2 separate regions of the Sus scrofa genome follow, and region 1 is linked to region 2. A link is a contact called in public HiChIP or PLAC-seq data. All regions are on one chromosome and are shown on one strand. Each heading gives the region's core, a stretch centred on a gene start, on an enhancer-like site or on the middle of the called end of the contact. The rest is flanking DNA. Distances are from core to core; before and after follow the strand shown. Region 1 has its middle 77 kb from the start of MIR29B-1. Region 2 overlaps MKLN1 (muskelin).

What was found. HiChIP or PLAC-seq counts read pairs in DNA pulled down with a chosen protein or histone mark.
Region 1: a contact with region 2 is called in an H3K27ac HiChIP or PLAC-seq map of alveolar macrophages. The contact joins two enhancer-like sites. A contact is called at or near these places in 1 of 47 Hi-C or Micro-C datasets (embryonic fibroblasts) and 1 of 2 datasets of contacts at active chromatin or transcription factors (alveolar macrophages).

Annotation. Positions count from the first base shown.
Region 1 is chr18:17,959,228-17,965,316 of Sscrofa11.1, forward strand. No RefSeq gene overlaps it. Among named protein-coding and RNA genes, the nearest start is that of MIR29B-1, 77 kb to the right of the region's middle. Within about 2 kb of position 2,949, at least 16 of the 83 cell types and tissues checked have an H3K27ac peak or open chromatin away from gene starts, as enhancers often do. A contact at or near this core is called in alveolar macrophages, where this site is marked.
Region 2 is chr18:17,732,781-17,739,013 of Sscrofa11.1, forward strand. All of the region lies in intron 2 of MKLN1 (muskelin), which reads right to left. The region is part of intron 4 of LOC106506781 (a long non-coding RNA gene); the gene reads left to right. Among named protein-coding and RNA genes, the nearest start is that of MKLN1, 97 kb to the right of the region's middle. Within about 2 kb of position 3,166, at least 28 of the 83 cell types and tissues checked have an H3K27ac peak or open chromatin away from gene starts, as enhancers often do. A contact at or near this core is called in alveolar macrophages, where this site is marked.

The sequences.
Region 1 (6,089 bases), core at 1,699-4,198, 230 kb after region 2:
GAGTCTCACGAGCATCATCATCCCTAAGGGAAAAGCGGCACCAGTTCTAACCCATCAACATAAGTACATTTTGGGAACATAACCAGGTATTTGAGGACTATTTCTCTTCACCATGCTTCTGTTCATGGAAAAAGATTGACTATCTTAAAATCATCTAAGTACAACTAGAGTAATGCTAGTAGAGTGGCTTCCATAATTACTTTTGATAATAAATTAAAATGGAAATCATAGGAAAATTTGGAGTATTCTGAAAATAAGAATATGTTTAAGCATGGGTTTTGAAATAACAGATCATTTTTATCACTTCCGTGTATGTGTTTAGGACACTCTCTTATACATAAAGTTCACTACTTTTCAACACTGTGTTTATTCTGAGGGACCGTTGAATGCTGAACGTTGGGACTTTTCCCTGATTCAAGTTCTTGGTCCCACGTGACTCAGGTCAACCCCTTCACTCTGGCCACTTTCTCACGTGTACACTTGAAATGTGATGGCTTTGGCTGAAGAAACACATTAACTTTTTAAAGCCTGGGAAATTGCAGTTAGAAAATGTTTAAAAGGAAAAGGCTCTTACATTTTCCTATTAGAATTTTGGAAGTATTGGGTCCTCAGGAAGTCATTTCAGGCTTTGTTCTCTCTGCTAATCTGGTATTATACCTCTTAAGATAATGGTTACCTAACAACACTTTAAATTCATTTCTCATTTTTAATCTCATGGTAATATTTTTTGCTTGAGTTTTAGTATATCATCTGAAACTTACTGTACCACAGGTAGTAAGCTAAAGGCTACTGGTAGAAGTGAAATCATGGTGAGGGGTCTTGTACATCAAAGATGTTCTCCTTCATTTAAGATACATTATCGACACAATTTTATGTTTATAAAATGATCTTGAACTTGCAAATATGCTCAGAGTATTGTTGCTAAAGATACAAATAGAGATTGTAATTTTTCTGTTAGGATCCACAGGAGTCAAATATGTAACAGAATTCCTAAATTTAATGTAGTAAGTAGCGCTTGAAATAGGATCTGACATGGCTTTTAACAATTTTTGTATATGTTCAACTTTGAGACACAAAGGCATGCATAAAATAAAGTGATAAAGTGTAAATTTAAAAAAACCATCAAGGTCTAAGAAAAGATAAAATAGAGCCCTGAGGGTTTGGCAGTGTTGCCTCATAGCCACACTGAGGGATGAGATGAGTCAGCAGGCCCTATTCTGGAGGGCTTTGTATCCTCTAGCCCACCACATCAGCGAGGCTGCTCTGCTTTCATCTTGTGCCTGTGTTAGGTTTTCACCTAAGATTTCATTTGGGGGCATAAGAGAACCGCTGCCCTAACAGATGCAGATTTTACCTATTAGGCAAAATAGTTGGAACACCAAACACACTGGGTCGGCTAACAATGAAAAGTTAAAGATAGAAAGTCAGCTTCCTGTGACTATGTTAGGATGTCAGAGAGCAGCGTCCTCCTGAGACACAGAGGGGAGAGCACTTGGAAGGGCTTGTTCATCAACCTGCTGCTCTCCAAGTTGGGCTGCCTCCGCCAGAATGTTTTCTTAGAAAGTCTGTGCATGTTGGATAAACAAGTAAAACCTCTTTTATTAAAGTAAACATAATTCTCATACTCATTGGTGATGTTCAAATAACATTTTTCTGTACATATTATAACGATGGGGCTCCCCCCCTCCCTGCTCAGCACTTTGGACTGCAGTGAATCGACAAGTTAAATGTAGAATGGATGGGGGGAAAAGGACTCTGAACTTTCTGAAAGTTTACACGATCTTACGTTGGATAAATAAGGAACCAAGAACTAGAAATATGGAAAGGTGATATCATTTTAAGTACATTTCTGACAGTGTTTCTTAGTTTCCTTTTAAAAACCCCTTTATGTTTAGAGGATAATGGGGGTGGAGCTGAGCACATGTGGCTGAGGGAAGTCTTGCGTGGAGGAATGCATTGCCGGCAGGGCCCTACCAGCAGTGCGTTCTCTACAGAGACTCCAAGTTTGTATGTTCATACTCTTCTGAAGAAGGGATTTTTGTTTTGGTTTTGGGGTTTTTGGTGAGACTTCTATGACAACGAAAATTGTCTATAAAGTTCTTGATGTGGTGCCTGCAACATTGTGAGTCGTCAGTAAACATGAGTTTCCTCTCTCCTCATTTTCCTCCTCTTGTTCTTAGCAGCGTCTTTTTGTTTTCCAGGGGGAGCATCTTTGGATGTTATGTTCACATTCAGCCTCAAGGACTGTAGCCTGAGCTTGTGTCTCAGTGGAGATGGAGAGCTGGGTGTGGAGGAGAGGCCAGGCGAACCCAGGCAGGCTCTCCTTTCCCCTGGAATGAAAGCCTCTGGACTGAGGTGGCTTTCATGTCCTTACTGCTCCTGATTTCAGCGGGAGTACGGGACAAGATAACTGAATGAGGAGCAGGGAAGATGGTAGCAGCTATAATCAGCTGTTCATTCTGCTGGCAGGAAGCACCGTCCTCCAGCTTGAAAGGATTTAAGAATAACCTGCAGATTCCCGGGCTCCACTTCAGATACTCTTGAGTCAACCTTAGGTCACCCTGGTGCACATGGTCCAAGAACTGCATGTTGAAAACCCCTCATTCCAAGAAGATCAGTTACACCATTGCTCCATTTTTCTTGGTAGATCATCAGTGTAGCCTAAAGATTAAAACTTCTTTGGAGAATTGTTACCACTCCTTGTTAATTCTGCACCCCTAAACCATGGCTCAGAATTCTTGGCTTGAAGATATGTGTCCCATGCTTGTCCTTATATATAACTCTTAAGCAGTCACATAACACAGAAAACTCTGGCAGTGGCCTGAGATTTATTTGTGAATTGCAGTGTCGACATAATTCTTCATTGACTTTGCCTGCTGAGGGAGTCCTATCTCGCTGTGGTTGGTCCTTCCTGTGGTTTCCGTAGTGTTGGGGAGAATGCTGCAGAAGAAATGAACCCTGTCTAGTTTTGACTCACTCAGATGTGGTGTGTCTTTCGTCTTTCTGAGATGGGATATGAGAGGCATGCCCCGAAGGTGGCAAATCAGACTTCCACACGCATTGCCTTCATTTAACCAATAGCTTGCTCAGAACGTGTATATTACGATGTGCAGTTTTATTCATCAAGGGGATTTTGGGCTCCAGCAGCAAACGGTCTTGATCGGGTGACTTCTGGGCTTTGGGCTTTACATTGACTCCTCCATAGAAGCAAGAGGGTACATCTGGCTGTTAAAAGAATCAGTGGAAATCCAGGTAAGGATTAATTGGAGAAATAGTTCCCTCTTTTCCCTTGGGGTGGGTTTCAGATTTTAGAAAAATTAGTCCTCTGTTTGTAAAGAGCTCAGAACTATTTGTCTTAAGTTTCTTTTTCCTCTGAATTGCTTTGTAGTATTACACTGTATGTCATCATCTCTTTACTGTGAAATTCACCCGCTTCAAAATGTAATTTCATTTTCAAATATTTAAGTATAGGATTTCATTTTTCCTTCTGTGTGTGAAGTTTTTAAAATGAAATAACTATAGTTGCTCAGATACTAATTATACATAGGTTCCTGGTTCAGAACAGAAGTCTCATATTTTTTTGGGGAAGAAGGGCCTTAAAAGTTGGGTGGGGAAAATTGGTGTTTGCATCTGATTTACAAAGCAGTGATGTTATAGATGTGTCAGACTTTTCCTGTATAAAGGCCACATTTTGAGACATCTGTTCTGAGGAAGAAGCTGTGCGATCTCTCCCCCTGCCACTCCTCCCTGTTTTCTCCTGGTGAGACCAGCTCTGCTCCTCTCCTCGGGCAGGGGATTCCGCCTGTGTATGTTCAGTGCAGTGGCATTTTTCTTGAAGAAGTGACTAAGGCTTCTTGGATGAATTCCCTCTTTGAAAGAGGTGGTAGAATTGCATCAGAAAGGCATTTACAGTAAATGGCTCCCCCCCCCTTCCTGTAATGACCACATATGAAAGAATGCATTAATTCTTGTTTTGAGGAAATGAGAGTTGTAGAGCTCTGTGAAAAATTCCCTTTTCATCATTAATTAACTAGTTGAGAAGAAAAATTCTAAACTCAGAATCACTTTGTGCTATCTAAATAAATGACACAGAACTATAGCTTTTCACTCCATGTCTATATGGAGTAACCAATCCTCTTGAATTCAGAAAGTGGAAATAATGTTGAATATGGCTATAGTTAATGACGTACGTCTCAATTCATTTTTTATAGTCATTTGCCATGTTGAATCAGTATTTTTCTCAGGGATGTTGCTGAATTTGTCTTCAGGATTTGCTTCTCTGTGATAGACTGAAGGCTAGAAGGAAACGCCCATAGGTCATCAACCAGGGGTTTTCATGGGAGCAGTGCCGCCCCCTAGAGGGCATAGTAGAAATCTGGGACCCTGTTGGATCCTGCAGTGGTAGGGCATTGGATGGATGGGAATCAGATTTTAAATGTCTCACAGTGGAAAAGACAGAAAGTGTTGACCCGTCTCCCACATGAGTTTCAGCTATCCTGTTGGATATTCACGCAGTGAAAAATTAGTTTATAATTATCTGAGCCTAGGCTTAAGCCCGTTTTATATAAAAACACAAATGTTTTCATACTTTTAATATACACAGAATATATTCACTTTCATTTCTGTTGTCCGCCTATTCCTTTCTTTTGTTTTCCTGTGCTTTTAATATGGGACTCTTCTGATTTGACTTCTCTTAATTCAAGTTTATTCTTTATATAAGTAAACAATATGCATCTATTTCATTACACAGTTAATTGGACCTGAAAATTGTTTACATATTGAAATATTATTAAAAATTGTTTTTCTTTTTAGGTTCTCCTTTACATTACACATAGAGTATTATATTGATGTTTTAAAAACAATATGGGAGTTCCCACTGTGGCTCAGTGGTTAATGAATCCGACTAAAAACCATGAGGTTGTGGGTTTGATCCCTGGCCTTGCTCAGTGGGTTAAGGATCTGACATTGCCATGAGCTGTGGTGTAGGTTACAGACGCGGCTCGGATCCCGCATTGCTGTGGCTCTGGCATAGACCAGCAGCTACAGCTCTGATTCGACCCCTGGCCTGGGAACCTCCATATGCCGCGGGTTCGGCTCTAGAAAAGGCAAAAAGACAAAAGTAAAGTAAAATAAAATAAAATAAAATGTATACGAGTTAATATTTATCAATGAATTTTATTTCAGAATAATAAATAGGGCATTATGGAATTTTTTGGTTATAAAAAGAAGGCTTTCAGAGTAGTGGGGTTTTGAACCAATGATCCCATTCCTCTTTCTAGTTACGGGGAGGACAGTATGCAAATCACTCAGATGGGAGGGGCGTTTATCTTGTAGGTGAAGTTCTCCGGGGAAGATTTCACATGTACTTCATTAACATGTCTTAGTGTCTTGAAGTCTTCCCACCAAGCCAGCTCTTATTAATACTTTCCAGGAGTCTTCATTGTGTCACTCTACACACACGACCTTTGTTTTCTCCTGTCCTGTAGGAAAGGACAGACAAGGAATGGAGAGAAGCTTACAGATCATCCTGTAAGCTAGTAGAGGAGTTAAAAACAGGCTCAGATTTTCTTGAACAATGGGGCTTCATGTCTCTGTCTCCCTCCCATGAGCATGTTCTATGTGTGCTGTTTTGAATTTCTGACTGTGCTATAAATATACCACATCTTAGGTAAGGGATTGTCTGTGCCACAGGATGACGTCATCAGAGTCGTAGCTTTGAGGTCAGAGTACCCAGGCGCACACACGTGGTATTCACTGACCCTTGGGGTCTGGGGCCACATTTTTAATTCCAGAGCACCTTTTCTTGATGGTCGTTGTTCTTTTTTTGGTTGTTGTCTTTTTAGGGCCCCACCCACGGCATATGGAGGTTCCCAGGCGAGGAGTCAAACTGGCGCTATGGCTGCCGGCCACAGCCGCGGCAACTTAGGATCCGAGCCACATCTGCAACCTACACCACAGCTCACGGCAGTGCTGGATCCTTAACCCACTGAGAGATGCCAGGGATCGAACCTGCATCCTCATGGATGCTAGTTAGATTTTTTTCCACCAAACCATGATGGGAACTCCTGTTGTTGTTCTTATGTGGGTGT
Region 2 (6,233 bases), core at 1,916-4,415:
ATTCGGTGTTGCTGTGAGCTGTGGTGTAGGTCGCAGACGCGGCTCAGATCCCACGTTGCTGTGGCTCTGGCGTAGGCTGGCGGCTACAGCTCTGATTCGACCCCTAGCCTGGGAACCTCCATGTGCCATGAGAGCGGCCCAAGAAAATGGCAAAAAGACAAAAAAAGTTAAAAAATAAAAAATAAAGATATTTCTGAGACTTTTAGGTAAATCCATAAAACTAAGGTGTTGTGCTACTATTCTTTTATTTTCTTTTGCAAAAGTTCACTGATCCAGTATAAGCCCATTACAACAGGAGAGACACCATAGTCATCACTGTTGCTACTTCAGGTTCATAAGTTATATCCTGCTCACCTTTCCAAATAGTCCTTTTCTTAGTTTCTTTGCTTGAAAACAAAAAAAGCGATCAGTCAGAGAACAACCCTTCTCCAACAGAAGGATGTTTTAAAAATTATATTGTTTTATAATTAATTAATTAAACAATATTTAAAAGCGAACACAGAGACCCTCACTCCCAGCGATGTCTCCATCCTCCCTCTGCCCACACCCTGGTCCTTATGGTTTCTTATGCATCTTTCCAGTGTTTCTGCACATACATGCAAGCAAATATAAATAAATATTGTCATTGTCATCCCTCTTTTCATTCTCCAAATTAGCATACTATATACATTGTTCTCTACCTTGCTTCTTTTAACCTAACAATATATTTTTAACAGAAGCCCTTCAGTAGGAAGGCATTTAATGTAAACATGAAACGTGATATTATCATTAAACAAGAAAAATTTGGAGTTCCTACTGTGGTACAGTAGGTTAAGGATCCAGCATGGTCACTGTAGTGGCTTGGGTTGCTGCTGTAGCATGGGTTCGATTCCTGGCCCAGGAACTCATATGGTACAGGCATGACTAAAAAGAAAAACAGAATTAAACAAGAAGAATTCTTAAATTCCTCTCTCAATTCTGTCACTGTAATTATAGAGGCTCAGAGTTGGACAGGATGGGAGAAAATTTGCTAGTCAGTCACCAAATCCATTTCCTCTTTTTCTTGGGCACAGGACATAAGCCTTCCTTGCACCTGGGTGTGGCCATGTAACTGAACTACTTTATAGAAAGGATGTGAGCAGAGCTGAGTGTACCTTCTAGTCCAGCCCTTAAAAACCTCCCCATGCAATCTTCCATGTTCTTTCCCCGTCAGCAGAATAGCAATGCCTAAAGCAGCCTCATAAGCAGCATGTCGAAGACGGCAGGATTATGAGATGGAACGGCCTGGTTCCTTGGCCCACCACTTGGAAAAGAGCCTCCCACCTCAGGAGCACTCATTTCAGATGTTATATGAGTGAGAAATAAATTTCTTGTCATGTCTGAGCCTTAAGACAGTTGTAGGTTTGACATAGAGATTAATACAGCAGTTATTATTTCCTTAACACAGATGACAACCTCAAAGTCCTTCTAGTCCAGTGACTGGCATATGACAGGCACTCAATAAATGTATTTGGATGAATGCGTATTTGAACACCTCTGGAGATAATTAATTCACTATCCCATCCATCAGTTTAATATATTTTGATGAGCTTGAATTATTGGAAAATTACTTATATAGAATTAAAATCTATCACCTTCTAACTGGTACGAATTTGGGATTGTCCTTTTCAGACACACGAAATAAGTCCTCTTCAAGACAAGTCCTGTTCTTTGAATTATTTGATAATACCTCTTCCCATGCTCCCTGTGACAAACTCTCTGGTTTCCAAGCTAGACAGTCTAATTTTTTGTTGTTATTTTATTTGTTTTTGGCTGTGCCTGGGACATGTGGAAGTTCCTGGGCCAAGGATTGAACTCTGAACCACAGCAGCAGTGACAATGACGGATCCTTAACCAGCTGAGCCCCCAGGGAACTCTGAAATGGTCTAATGTTTTAAGTTGTCCTCTTTAGGCTGTAGTTACTAAAGCTCTTATCACCATCTTTACCCTCCTCTGGACACATTTGGGTCTATCATTGGTCCCCATTCAGTGGATACTCAGGACAAAATGTCATATTCTTGGCAAACTGACCTGCCGTTGAGGGTACCAATTAGCTCTCTTAGGACTCCATACTTCAATTAATGCAGATTAATATTATAACAGGCTCTTAGATGGCCATACCACCTAATGACTCATTTTGTTCTTGTGGTCAAAATTCCTACCTCTTTTCTCTCCTCTTCTGGCCCCCAACATACGTACTAATTTGTTAGATGACCTTAGACAAATCACCTCTCTGGGACTCATTTCTCATGTGAAAAATGAGAAGGTTGGACCAGATGATTTCTGAGTTGTTTTTCTCTCCTGCTCTAATATTCTTTGAGTCTAAAACAGGAAGTTCTGGGAGAGCTCACATTGTACTTTTACATAGACTCTTTCATCCATAGCAGTATCAGTTATCTGCCTAGAAACATTAAGCTTGTCAGACAACATGAAACTCCACAGGTAATTTTTCTCAGCTATTTTAAGCTTATATTCACAGAGAGGTGGATGGTTTGTGGTAGATTGTATATATATACTAAGGCACTGGACTGCTGAACCATAGTGGTCAAGGAGGGAGAAAATAAGGAATAGGCAGGAAAAAAATCGGTGAGAGCCTGAGGTGAAGCAGGGTATGGTTTTCTCTGAAGGAATTCTCCATCACTACTTTAACCCAAGGGAGAGAGACCATGAAAAAGGGGGTATACATTTCACTCAGCAGAAAGCCTGGTTTGATGTCTTATCAATTTCCTCATCTCACTTCAGACACTGTCTAAACGTACCAAAAAAAAAAAAAAAAGGCACACACACACGCACACACACAAAAACAGAAAAAAATAAATCTCTTTCAGGAATGGGCAAATAAATGCATTTGCTCTCTGGGGGAATCAAACCATATCTCCATACTCCTTACCCTTGGCCAATTTCTTATAAAATACACATCTTTTATAATTTTAGCTGACTAATTCTTCCTGGTATTTCTGCCTGACAGTCCTCGATCTATGCCTAAGAGGCTCGATCCACTTCCTACCCTAGACCAAGAGTCTACTTATTATTATTTGACCTCTTTTGAAAAACTCATTGCCAGCTTTATAACCCGATCTGGGCACACTCCCCGTTGGGGCCTGCATTTCCTGTGGATGATGCACTGGTTTCCTAGGTGACGGCGGGAAGGAATAGACCTGTTAGCTTGTGGCTTCTGACTCACTCACTGCAATGGACGTCACAGAATCGTGGCTGAACAAGTGGATGCTGATAAAAGCATGGGCTTAAGCCGAGCACTGGTGGTTAAAACCATCCCATTGTACCAGCTCTCCCTCCCACCAAGCAGGCTGACAGACTGACAGAAATAACACATGTGAAAAAACAAGCAACAGATTTGAAACCTCTCTGAACTCTCAGTCCTACAGAAATGCACAGTGGAGTCCTATTTACAACCCCGATATGTTGTTTCTTTCCCTGTTTAGAATCTCCTGTTTTTTCTGGAATGTATGAGTACCAGGATTCTCTAATGAAATATTGCTTGGAGGCTATAGAGGGAGAGGTGGAGACAAGTTGAAACTCAAAAGTCTGTTTACTAAGCTGACATCACCTTTTGATCTTTCACATTTGTTCCCTGAGAGGGGAAAGTAAACTCACAAAGGACTAAAAATTTACCAGAGTCCAGAATGAAAAATACATTCTGTTGGGCATATTTCATGAAGCCTAGAGACAAGTAGCGTGTCACACAGACACACACACCATGCACATGCATGCGTGCGCACGTGTGCGCACACGTGTGTGCACACACACACACAGAAGAGGCAGAGATTAACTTTCTAGCTTCTTCTCTTGCTATCAACTGATCCCAGCAGTGTATAATCAAAGAAGACTTCCTGGAATAAAAAACTGGAAAAGCTCCTTTGTCCTCTACATCTGAACGACTGAAGACTGAATGGATTCTTTCGATTCTTGAATTCCTTAAATGACCAACAAACCTAAAGGTTTCCTACTGGAGATAATGCATCTTGTTTTCCACGGAGCCTTGAGGGATGCTTTAAATAGCATCAGCAAGCATCTGAATGAATTAGACAGCAAATGTAGGTTAGCTTTATTTAGACAGATAAAGACAAGCAGAGAAAGTTGTCTGGTTCAAGGGCAGTGCAGCCTGACATGACAGCATTTCTTGGAGGAGGGGATATTGCTTTGGGAGTAAGAGGTACTTCGGGCAAAGAGCAAAAGTTCCTTGGATCACCAAGCGATGTTAAATTCTTCAGTACTGAGGAGCAGGAATTAAAAATGGCCTGCCACTTGTTGAAGAAAAGATCTATGGATTTAAAATGTAAAACACAACTTGGCATCCTCTTCTCTCTCTCCCATTCCTCGGGTACACCATGAGAAAGGACATTCTTCCCAGAGCATAAGTTGGGGTAGGGAGTTTATGAGACTTCTCTGGGGTGGGCCTTGAGAGCCTCAGCAAGTTCTGAGTCAGGAAAAGGCATCCAGATGGAAGGCCCCTGGAGATGTGGAAGCTCAGAAAGCAGGGAACTGACAAACTGGGGGTGGGGGGGGCATTCACTCACTAAACAAAAATGTAGATGCTTGGAAAAAATTTACAGTCAATAGCTATCATCTTGTAATAGCTTTTAAAGGAGCACAATCTGTAATGATACTGAATCACAATTCAGTACACCTAAAACTAAAATTGTAAGTCAACTATACTTCTGTTTTTAGAAAGCTGCAAATGAATTTTGTTTACTTTATTCTCCCTCTCTCTGTAACCCTTAGATTATTCTCTGAAAATAAACTCCGGGAGTTCCCGTTGTTGCTTAGGGGAAATGAATCCGACTAATATCCATGAAGATGCTGGTTCCATCCCTGGCCTAGTTCGGTGGGTTAAGGGTCCAGTGTTGCCGTGAGTTGTGGTGTAGTTTGCAGATGCAGCTCGGATCTTGCTTTGCTGTGGCTGTGGTGTAGGCTACAGTTCTCATTCAACCCCTAGCCTGGGAACCTCCATATGCCTTGGGTGCGGCCCTAAAAAGACAAAAAAACAACCAAACAAAAAAAGATGAAAAGCAGTGGTCTAGAAAAAGAAATATAACATTCTGTGGTGCTTATGGTTTCTTCTTTTCCTTTCCTAACTTTTGACTGGTTTCTTCTCAATTGAAAAAGCTAAATTATATTTGATATCAGCTTGTAACTCCATCAGTAAATTTGTTTATAAAAGAAAAAAACACTGTCAATTCATAAACATATATTATTTGAATAAATTATATTTCAAATATGTAGTGGTTTGGTAAATAAACCAATTTATACATAATACATTATTATGTTCTGAAGTAACACTGAATTTAGACTTGAAAAAATATTCAGAAAATATAGAAATTTAAATTTGCATTGATTTCTATTTCTCCCATACCTAATTTTTAGATGTTCTCATTTTCAAGGGTCTCATAGCTTCTGAAAATTATACATTTTTATATATCACCAAGGCAGGCATCATAGGGGACATATGTTCTAACCCTGTCACAAAGCAGAATTTAAACTTCATTTTGAATCAGCTGTTTATGCTACCTTCTTCATATTACTATTTATTTATTTGTTTTGGCTTAAAAAAAATTTTTTTTTAATGGCTTCCAATGTATGGAAGTTCCTGGGCCAGGCAACTGAGCTATAGCTGTGGCAATGCTGATCCTTTTTAACCCACTGTGCCCAGCTGGGGATTGAACCTGTGCATCTACAGCAAGCCAAGCCACTGCAGTCAGATTCTTAACCCACTGCACCATGGCGGGAACTGCCATATTTACAACTTATTCACTCATTTTGTGCTTTCTTTCCTTCAAAAGTTATTTACCAATTACCTACTGTGTGCAAACAAAGGGACCATCAGACTTATTTGCTTCGCTTCTTTGTTTCCAAGTGCTTTTCTCTCCCTAGTCAATTTCTCTCAACTTTGTTCACCCCAAATCCATTCACTAGTTACTTGGTAAACTAGTATATAGATTTATAGTTCATCCAGTTGGGAAGTACTGTTTTGTACTGTAACCAAAGTACACAAAACTTTTTAGTTCACTTTCCAAAACTCCATATGCTTTTTTTTTTTTTTTTTGGAGGTATAGCTGATGTTTGATATTATCTAAGTGTACAACATAGTGAATCACAATTTTTAAAGATTATATACCATTTATAGTTATTATAAAATATTGGCTATATTCCTTATGTTGTACTATATATCCTTTGTAGCTTCGTTATTTTATACA